Linked DNA regions of Mus musculus: region 1 is linked to region 2. A link is a contact called in public HiCAR-type data. All regions are on one chromosome and are shown on one strand. Each heading gives the region's core, a stretch centred on a gene start, on an enhancer-like site or on the middle of the called end of the contact. The rest is flanking DNA. Distances are from core to core; before and after follow the strand shown. Region 1 overlaps Trp63 (transformation related protein 63). Region 2 has its middle 150 kb from the start of Trp63.

Region 1 (4,887 bases), core at 169-2,668, 340 kb before region 2:
ACCTCTCACGGCTGTGCTGGGAAGGACAATCTTCATGATAAGTGCCAGCTTCTATCTATGGCTGTCCAAAAGCTTACTGCCCCCTTTTTCTTGATTTAATTCTTTTCACTTTACTAATTAAAACGCTTAGCTGAAATTTGGTGACACATTGGACGAATGTATTTTCCAAGCCATTTCTAGAATGCTGAATGTGGAAATAGGAATTTTGAAGATGGACATCCTGAATATTAAAGAGGGCTAAAAGAAAGATGTAGAAAAATAATTATACCTCTTCTAAGCATTTCCCAATAGCTAGTTCTCTGTGGCCTGAATGTTGGGTAACCTTGCTTCCAAAAACCAAGGGCACTAAGAGGTCTTTAGAAGGCCAACCAAAATATCAAAATATATTCTATCATTTTAAATATAAACATGCATATAAAGGTTACTAGGAGTACATGAAAATTTTACATGACAATAGGCTAAAGGAGAAAAATAGTTCTGAAAGAAAGGTCAAAAATCTAAGCCCTTTCCCCAAGTACTTGTGGCTTTACTAACTGAAGCCCTTTCCCCAAGTACTTAAATTTACTAACTGAAATATAGCAGAGGCATCCCCATTTACCAATACACTTTAATCTCATGTCAAGATACTTTTGTCTTGTGTTTTTAATCTGTTACTTGCTTTGGTGCATTTAGAAAAACTTCCTTTGAAATATTAACTACATTGATACAAAGTTCAGAGTACACAAAAATTTAAACCAAAAAACTTTGGATTTTGGTCCCACTCTGGTCAAATGTTTTCTAAAGTCTATGGCACCTAAATCTAATTATCTAATAAATTGGGACTTAGCCAAAACTTAATATAGTAAATTTAGTGCTTTGAAACAAAACTCAAGACTTGTTCAGATGTCTTTTGGCACCTTAGGATTTAATCATGCACAGGGTTAAAATCTGTTTGAAATTCATTTGTGAATTTCAAGGCATAGCTAACCTTCAGAATGTTAACCTGGGATATAGTATCTTAAATAAAATCCCAGGAGAAATGGGAAGAGGGCCACAGTGACGGCCCTCTCCCTCTTCTTTTGTAGACCCACTCGGAGCACTTGCAGCACTGGGACTATACTCTAATTGGGGAAACAAGAGAGACAGAAACAAAAACTACAAGATAAACCAAGATGCAAAAGTTTATTGAAAATTAAAACCACACATCCACAAAGCAGCAGCCTCAATCATAAGAAATCGTTGTCTTGGTGACAGAGAACAAAGCACTGGTGACCTAGTTGGCGCAGGACGGGGCAGGGATGATGAAGAAGGAAACAGGGATTCAGTCAGTTCTTTTTGAGTTTGGAAACTACTTTAAAAGGAAAGAGAACTTAGCTCTCTCCATGTAATCTGTAGCCAGAAGTGTTGATTTTTAACACCTGTGTGCTTAGACATCATTTGCTCAGAGAGGAGGCCTGCCAGTTAATGCACGTGGACATTAATGAGAAATCTGGTTGGTTTTATGGTAGGCAGGGTTTCGAGCTAGCAGCTCCAATTAAACCCATTAATCATAGATTTGGTGAGGAGACTTTGAACTCTCCCAGCACTGAATAATGGTAAGCAAATACCGGGGGCAATATTTGCCTGGTAGTTTCATCTCCCATTAACACCACAAAAGTAGCTTACCAGCGTTGGCACCTAAACAACTGTATGGGGGAGTAGGACTCGATGCAAGGAAGACTATCATAGCAGATGCTAACATACAGTGGCAGAGATCAGACCTGGAAAAGCCTTAGTGGACTTTCTCCTCATGTAGGAAGACAATGTAACTCCAGCATTAAGAAGGCCTAAGTCTCTCGGTCAACACAACTTGCTTAGGCACAGGCAATGACAGATTTTTTTTTCTTATTTTCTTAAAAATACACCTAAAGTTTGAGACCTGCTCAAAAGCTTTATTATGAGTTTTAGAAACACAACAGGAGGTAACAGAAAAGGTTTCCAATAAACTTTGCAATGCCTCTTTCCCAATGGATTCCCCCTCCCTCCTGGGAAAACAATAGAAAGCTCACAGACAAGCACAGTCGCGGCTCCCGTCCAACCAAGGCAGGATCTAAAGATACAAAATGTGCAGAAAGCATCTCTGCTTTGTAAAATTTTGAGTCCCTTCAAAGATTCTCTCACTAGTGGATGTGTGCCTTTGAGCAGCTGGGTCTCTGAGCCAAAATGTCTTCAAGTCCTGTTTGTGAGGGCTGGAAACACTAACACGCATGTGCATATACACAAACGCACACAGAAACACAACAAGCACATGAACTCAAACACATAGCTGGGGACCTATGGGTACACGGAGTGGTTTGGGGGGTTGGAATGTCTAAAGAAGACGTCAGACTGTGTCGGAGCTTCTCCCCGGGGCTCCACAAGCTCATTCCTGAAGCAGGCTGAAAGGAGACTGTAGAGAGGAACCAGAGAAAGAGAATGAAGGCTTAGGACTCAGGAATCCACATCCAATGAACACAGAAACACACCCATCTCCTACCTTCATGATCATAGTGCAGATGGAGCAGGGAATCGGAAAAGCCATTTATTTTTTAAAAATCCTTTCCTTTTAAAATCCTCCTCTAAAACCATCTAGAATGTTCTATTCTCAATTTATGTAAAAAAAAGATGCAAGGCAAAGCAAAGGGCAGCTAATCAGCAGACTACATCAGAATCATATTTTTCAAAATACACTTTCCCAGGTCCTGTCTAAGGGTTAGCTGGGGGCCCAGTCATCTCCATTTCTTAATACAAGGTGACTCACTTGAGGATTATGGTGACAGGCAGGTCCAGTGTTTAGTGTAGGGCTTGGCATGGGTATACTGGACTCAATTAATTGACAAAGGGAATGCAAAAACAAGAATAAACTTTGATCCTCTGTAAAAATGTCACATACCCAATTATTATACCTCATTACTGGTCTGTCTAGCCAAACTCTGAAGTCTGAAGAAATATGATCTTATCAGTGTTAGGGGCTGCGTCATCGTGCATCTGGAAAGAACTATTAATGAGCATTTTGAGTGTGCCCAGATTGAGGTGGTAAATACCTTAATCCTCTCAGTCACAAACTTGGCCTATAAATGCATATATCAAACTCATGAAAGCAACTTTTGCATAATTAAGAAATCAATTATGCCATGGGATGCCAAGAATAAGCCCTTTTATTTGGCTAAAGGTTATGCAACCTGGTGAACAGTTTGGGAACAGTTTCCCAGACTGGCTTTTTGAATCCTATTTGTTTAGTACCTTCAAAGGAACAAAGACATTTCCACACTCAAACTGCAGTGAGAATTGGTATCTTTATATGTATATAATGCCTGAACACACATCATGGGGGAAGCAAGTTATTCCTAAGAGAGCTTCGGCTTTCAGGTTTCTTTGCTTGAAAGTTTAAAGCTTGGATGGATTGTATCTGATAGTAAAGCCTCATACAATTGCCACATCACAATTGATCACAATTGATCACAATTGATCACATCAGTGTTCCAGTGAAGGCAGGATTATATACACCCTACGGGTTCAAACTTTCAGACCTAGAATCAAGGACAGTTCTACAAGGAGATATTCTCATTTGGAGAAATGACTTAATAGAATTTAATGAACCTTTGAGGTTCTTTGACATCACTGATTCAGAGCTAGTAAACCTCTGTCCTGAACATGTAATAATCCGGCTGTGGAGTTCAAAAGTAGCCCTGTGTCAACTCTAAAAATTCAGATTTTTATTATAGTTGTTGGCGTGAATGCCATGAGATTATCAGGCTGTTCGTTGCTGTTGTTTCCAAGTCTATAGAGCTAGAAAGTTCCAACAAACTTTATGAAAATGGGTGACCTTACAATCTAATTTAGAAGTACATTTTTGATTTATATCAGTTTGGATATCTGCACCTTTTACTCTCTCCTAAATTCATCAATAATCTTGAAAACACCATCTCCTTACATTCATGAGCCTGGCAAAGAGCTTTGGTTCTAAAGGTGTTCTACCCTTAGCTGCTGTGTGGGCTTGCTTGGTTTTCCCTGTCTTGAGTGAGAGGCTAGAAGCACTCTTGAAGATGCTTCTCAGACACAGCATCATCTGGCTTCTGTTACTATGGAGCTATGATCAAGACGTACTATAGAAGGGCATCTCAGGGTATCATGGGACATATTATAAGTTAATGGAATCTTATACCATAGTAAACAAAATGTAGTTTTCTAGAGAAAACTGACAGTTGTGCAAAAGACAGTCACACTGGCCCGAGGACAGAAGGGGCAAGAAGGGTGAATTACAGGGAAACACAAACAAAAATACAAATCATATGGGTCTTTAATCTAAAAAAAAAGGATTGATAAAACAGATGTCAAATAACTTCAGTGTACCATTAAGAATCCACGCCTGTGGAACAGCAAGGGAGTGGAATTTAGTAAATAATAATAATAATAGTAATTTGATTCAATTTACCCTTCCATCTGATTCCAGCTTTAATAAACATAACTGTCTATGGCTATACCTGTATGGACATATTAATGGAAGTATAATTTCTTCTTAAACAGTGTAAAGCCTGCATAAGTCTATAATGACTTGAATCATAGCAACTCGATTTAAACATCTTGCTTCCATATAGCCTATGATCATGAAGGTAACTATGAAGGATTATAAATAAATAAATAAACAAACAATCAAACGAACGAACGAACCCATGCATAAGTGCAAGGCAAGCAGAGAGAAAGCACAGTATGGGAGAATTAAAGCAGCAATTAGACTGAACATATTTTATTGCCACCCTGTAGGAAGCATATTGCCTTCCACCAATTTTCATTCTATTCTTAAAAAAAATTTTTTTGATTCCTTACCAGCATTAAATTGGTACTATATTTTAGAAAGGAAATCACGGACTATTATAGGCATTTTATAAG
Region 2 (5,678 bases), core at 780-3,279:
TTTAATGACATTTGTGAAGACCACCACTTACAAAGTCGTGTTGATTTAATAATCAATGACTAAGCAAGGAATAGTATGTAAATTGTCTTTTGTATCCTAGTGGCTCTAATCCTTCAAGTGGCTAAACCTGACTGAACTGATGAGATGCACAACTTAATAATGTGACTATTAATTAAGTCTAGCTGTGCAATGTGGTAAAGCGATGTGCCCAAATAAGACTAAGTCTTTAATCAATGAGATAAACACATGTCCATTTCATCTTTTATAGCAGGGTTCTCTCAGTAGTTTCATTTCATAGTTATTTCATAGTATGACATTTTTTTTACGTTTGTTTAGCTCTGAAAATTTCAATTGTTTTCTGTTTTCCATTTTCATTTTCTGTAAATGTTATAAAGTGTTATTAGTCATATTTCCCAGGGAGAGTAAATAAATAGTATTAGTCTAAATTGGTATTTGCCTCTACACAGCTTCTTTCTGAGATAGTTTAAGAATTTCCTAACATCCTTAAGTTGACATTTTTTCTCTGACCATCAAAAATATAAATACAAGCTCTTGTGCTCATATGGAAATGTAAATACAAGCTCTTGTGCTCATATGGAAATATATATATAATGATAATTCCATTATACTGTTGGCCTCTTGGTGGCCCACCAGAACTTGAGGATAATAGCTTGTTCCTGAAGACACCAGACATCTCAGTTGTAGTAAAGAAAAGAAGCTGAGGCTGGATTGGATGCTTTCTCCTTGCTGTCTACTTTTCATACTCTGCAGTTGCTGGAGGAAAGAAACCAACATTTGTCTTACACCTCTGTGAACCTGTAAATTTCGAAACCAAATAGCCAGGCAAAATGGACCCACTTGAGCCAGCCCCTAGGCCCCGCCCCAGCTCCCAAAGACATCTGCATGCACATGGTGACACAGAAATCCATGCTTAAATTCAGTGAGTCACGAAACAAGATAAATAGACATAGATGTAAAAAATATAGATTTCTAGAGAAGATCAGAAGTAGATAAAGGAAGAAAAGAGATGGGAAAGAATAAAAGATGACAGAAGCCAGTACACATATGTACTTGTGTGAAACTGTCCCAGAACACAGTAGTTAAAAGCTTTAAGTCTTAAAAATATTTCAATGGATTGGGAGAAAAAAAAATGTCCTGCTACTTATAAAAGACGCTTTATCCAGTGGTTGGAAGGTGGCAACCCGTGAAGGGATGATGACAACAGTGTCAGGCTTGCTCTTTTCCACTATGATATCTTTTTAATAATTCTGTATAAATTTAGAACATGATATAATGCCATCATGTCAAGGATCAGAGGGAAGAAAGGAAAATTGGGTAGTGGGGTTTTAATTTTGAACTTACAATGCAAAATAATATAAAGAAAGGTCTAGAACTGAGAGATTCTTATATATTAATCTCTCTAACCACCCATAGAAAACTGAGCATGGAATGGAAATAGACTTGTCAGGGTCCTGTGGACAGGGTTGTATGGAAAGGAAAATCCAGTTCTATTTTCTTTTAGAATCAGGGTCTCAAAAATCAGATCCCAGTTTTCTAATAAATGAAATGTTTTATCCTTTGCAAATCAGACAAGAAGACCCATGGGGTTTACCCATGAGAAGCAGGAAGCCCTGCCAAAATTCCAACCAGCTCTGCACACTTTCTGGGCATCTGCCGAGGACCAGGGCTGATGCCAAGTGTTCTGGGGCACAGAGTTGAGTAAGTCATGGTCATTGCTCTCATATTCAGTGCTGAAAGCAGGGACACATTCAAGCAACCGGATCCCAAAGCCGGCTGTGATAAGTGTTATCTTAGATCCCTGGAGGAGACAGGTCACACGACTGGAATAGCATGAAGTCAGGCCTGCAGCTGAGGGCATGCTGTTATTTAGGAACCCTATCAGGTTCATCTCACCACTTGGCAATGACCCCCAATCCCTGCAGTTTCTTGTCCTGAGTGTGCTGGGTCAGGGCACTTCCATCTGCCTCTCCTGGAGTCTCCTGTTAAGGCTACTGGTGTTTGAGGGTGCTTAATGAGAGTGAGAAAGACTTGTCCCATTTTTCTTTGTAAAGTTTCTAAGCTCACTGGCACTATGGGGAAATGGCCCATTTAGAAGTAGCTCTCTTTTCTTCTCTCCTAACATGTCATGAGGGCTGCCAAACTCTGGAGGCCCAGTATTTTATTCATCCAGAAAGTGAATGAAGCCGAAAATGTCTTCTTAATCTCATTTGGTTTTGCCCTAGTTGTTTGACTGTCTTTTTCCCTGTCTGGAACTGGGCAGTGCCAGCAGACAGGGACCCCCTGATTTAACACTTGATCTCTTAGAACACCTACCAGAAGCTTCAGCAAATGAAACAGCTCAGTGCTCTTGTACTGAATTCAGCCTTGATGCTGTCCTGTAAGCTCACGCCCATTTCCAAAGTGGCTGCCAAGTTTTCCAAAGGGTCTTTAAACCTGGATTTAAAACTGAAAGGAAAGAAATAGGACCTTCCTCTACCAGATAGTATATCATTTTTGAGGTTGTTTAAAATATGAAGCGTAAGGAAGTAATTAATTTGGATGGTAAAAAGGAATAAAGGCTTAATAGGAAGTCGGAGGTTTGACCTGGACACTGTGTCTGTAACCTCTAAAAGCTTCGTTCGGCTCGTTCTGAGAACGGTTCTTCTTTTTGAGGGACCTGTTCCCTTATATACACTTATTCTTTGCACTCTCTACAATAAGGGCAATAATGATCTATGGGTTTATAGTTCATAAAGGATTGATTATATACAACACAAAGATAAGCCCACCCTTTCAATGTAACAGTGCCATGACCAAGACCTATTTAAACAGAAGGTAAACTGAAGCCGAGGAGTGCTCCACTCCAGACTTGCTTTAAGGCAGGACTGACCTCTATGGCTGACTATCCTATGAGTCAGATGCCTGTGGTGTAACTGAGACGCAAAAGAAGTGCTGTGGCTTTGGAATGGGCAGCTCTCTGATCTGAAGAGATCCAAGAAAGCCACAAGTTTGGGCTTCTGCTCAGGGTTTTCAGTGCAAGCAGAGTTCAAGGAAATCTTCCTGCTTCTTTGCCCTTCAGTCTTCACTGCCGACTGCTCCTGTTCACCCATGGCCCAACTCACCTCTCAATAGCAACAGTGAATCATCAACTCAGAAAGAAAACACAGAGTTGGAGTTGCAGCTCGTGTCTTGCTAGTTTAATTAACTCTCAGCTGTATCCATGAAGGTCAACTAGACCCACACCTCAGATCACAATGACCTCTGTGGCTTTCTAAGTCAGGCTACATGCCTTTATAACTTGACTCTATCATCCTGTTTTCCCTTCATGACTCCTACAGCTGATCAATGACAAAGTCTGAGACATCCTGCTCCTGTGGTAGATATAACCCAATGAAATTTATATCTCTAAGTAAATTATATCATGTACTTGGACATAGACATTAACATTTTTTCATTGACTTGGGAAGAAACAGGCTCTTGTGGAGCTTAGGCTGACCTTGAACTCACTGTATATGTAAGGTAGACCTTCAGTTCCAAATGCTTTTACCTCCTAAATGCTGGGATTAAAAGTGTGTTCCACAATACCTGGCATCCTTTATTATCTACTCTCTGGACTATTTCATAGGCTTGTGCTCCTTTCTATTCACTTGACATTCCTGAAGTTCAGACACACTCTGGCTCTTGTTGCCTCTCACCCGTCTCTCTGTTTAAACACCGGGGCCCAAGGCGCTCTGTAATCTGACTTCATCAACCAGCCTGGGTATATTGTTTTCCCACTTTGTGGACTATGTTATTTATGCAAACCTGCCCCCACATACACACATGCCTTTCAAACCTTGATAACTTAGTGCTGCTATCCTAGTTCTCCATGTTTCATTCAAACATAACTCCATTTTCACCAATACAACTTAAATGAGAGCTCTCCCATTACATATTGACTAGGCTACATATCTGTTCATTTTCTGATCACCACAGGCTATTGTAGTTTCCTCCTAGGGTAAGGCACTCATATTATATTACCTAATTTGATCAGTTCTATACTTCTGGTAGACTCTCAGAAATGAGGACTCTCCTTTGCTCGAGGACTTCATCATTGGTGGATAAGAGGCAACTGAGATACACCGAAACGAAAAGTATCAACAACACTCAGCCAGTTTGAGAGAAAATGGGCCGATCAGTGGCGAAGCAGCTCTGTCAAGCTCCTTTTAAGTTTCGCATTCATGTGTGGAAGCACATTTCTGGTATTATATTTCTCATGCTGGCTTGCCTGTCAATGTGTACCACTGGGGAGTGCAACACACACACACACACACACACACACACACACACAAACCTCAATAGCAACGTGGGTACAGTGACATGACAGAGGAACATCTCAAATAAAATCAGTCATAGTGGAGAAAGACAGAATTCCACAGCTACCTTAGATGTTGTAGGTAGGTTTCCTTCTTTGATTTCATCTAAGCAACTGCTATCTATAGCATGGCTACACTTGACTAACTTTCATAGTAAAACTGGTTCATGGCAATGTGAAAATTCCATACCTAGGTGGAGTTTTAGAAAAAAAAATGCAATTCAGAGAAAGAAAGCAGTTTCTACCAAAGTAGAAATTTCAGCTAGCCACTGAACCATTATAAAGTCTCTTTATTCTGATATTTAGCATGCCTCATGTCAACTGTTACTCGAAGTACAATTATTGACTTGGTGAAGGATTCAGCAGGCATAGATACCTATGTTTGAGTAGTATCAACCTTAGAATGATAAAGGATGATTGGTTCTCTCCAAACCTAAACCCAGCCCTTGCGTGAATAAGAGAAAGTAATATCAAATAAAGTAATACACAGAGGATTTGTCTATCTGTCACCCAAGCAGACATTCTGTCTAGAGGACATAGCCTTTCAAACTTGCCTGTTTGTGACACCACACACAATCTAAAATCAACTTAAAAGTTTCAGTCTATGACTAGATTGAATTGAGCCCATGCAGTCTAGTGGTGTGTCAAAGCTCTTTGCCATGTATGAGTTTTCAGGACAGTCCCCATGGGCTTTCTGACCTGGCCTTGCCAGGGAAGATTCTTCTTGCAAAAGAATGAATGTGTTCCATGCATTCCTAATAATCATTGAACCCCCACAGCACAAGAAACTGGATTCCCAGTCCAAATACCCAGGCTTTTGGATACAAAGTGAGCACAGTGTGCCCAGCCAGCCCTCAGAGCAGGGACAGCGTGTGCCTCAGGCCAAAGCCTGGCCCTCTGTCCCAGCAGCTGCACTCTGAGGATGAGAAACAGGGACATGGCCACCTGGTGCTTACCCACCCCTTCCACCTGACAGGAAGATGGTTTAAACTTTCCCTTGCACAATGTGCTGGAGGTGGAAGAGGGAAGGAGACAAAAAGAATTGGGCAGGTTGATTTCATCAGCCCTCGCAGTAGCACCCCAGTATTTCTTTGAGAAAAGATGTTTGGCAGCTTAAGCCCAGCATGCTCAGACAGATTCCACTTAACAGGACATCTGAGCGGACTTCAGGCTTCTCCTCCCTACCTCACCTCTCCTCTTTCTCCTACCCTCCGGAAAGAAGTTTGTTAATCGGATGTTAAAAGAGGTTTATGGGTTCAATTTCAGCAAACATGAGCTTTTCTTCAATAGTAAGTTCTCTGCAGCTATTGGGAAATACGCATGC

Evidence for each region. HiCAR-type assays count read pairs that join an accessible place to other places.
Region 1: a HiCAR-type map of kidney shows a contact between it and region 2, with 4 times the contacts expected there. The contact joins two enhancer-like sites. A contact is called at or near these places in 3 of 115 datasets of contacts at active chromatin or transcription factors (astrocytes, kidney and neural progenitor cells) and 1 of 9 other capture datasets (embryonic stem cells).

What each region holds. Positions count from the first base shown.
Region 1 is chr16:25,874,147-25,879,033 of GRCm38.p6, reverse strand. The region is part of intron 10 of Trp63 (transformation related protein 63); the gene reads right to left. Among named protein-coding and RNA genes, the nearest start is that of Gm24928, 170 kb to the right of the region's middle. Within about 2 kb of position 1,418, at least 10 of the 459 cell types and tissues checked have an H3K27ac peak or open chromatin away from gene starts, as enhancers often do. A contact at or near this core is called in kidney, where this site is marked.
Region 2 is chr16:25,529,417-25,535,094 of GRCm38.p6, reverse strand. No RefSeq gene overlaps it. Among named protein-coding and RNA genes, the nearest start is that of Trp63, 150 kb to the left of the region's middle. Within about 2 kb of position 2,029, at least 85 of the 459 cell types and tissues checked have an H3K27ac peak or open chromatin away from gene starts, as enhancers often do. A contact at or near this core is called in kidney, where this site is marked.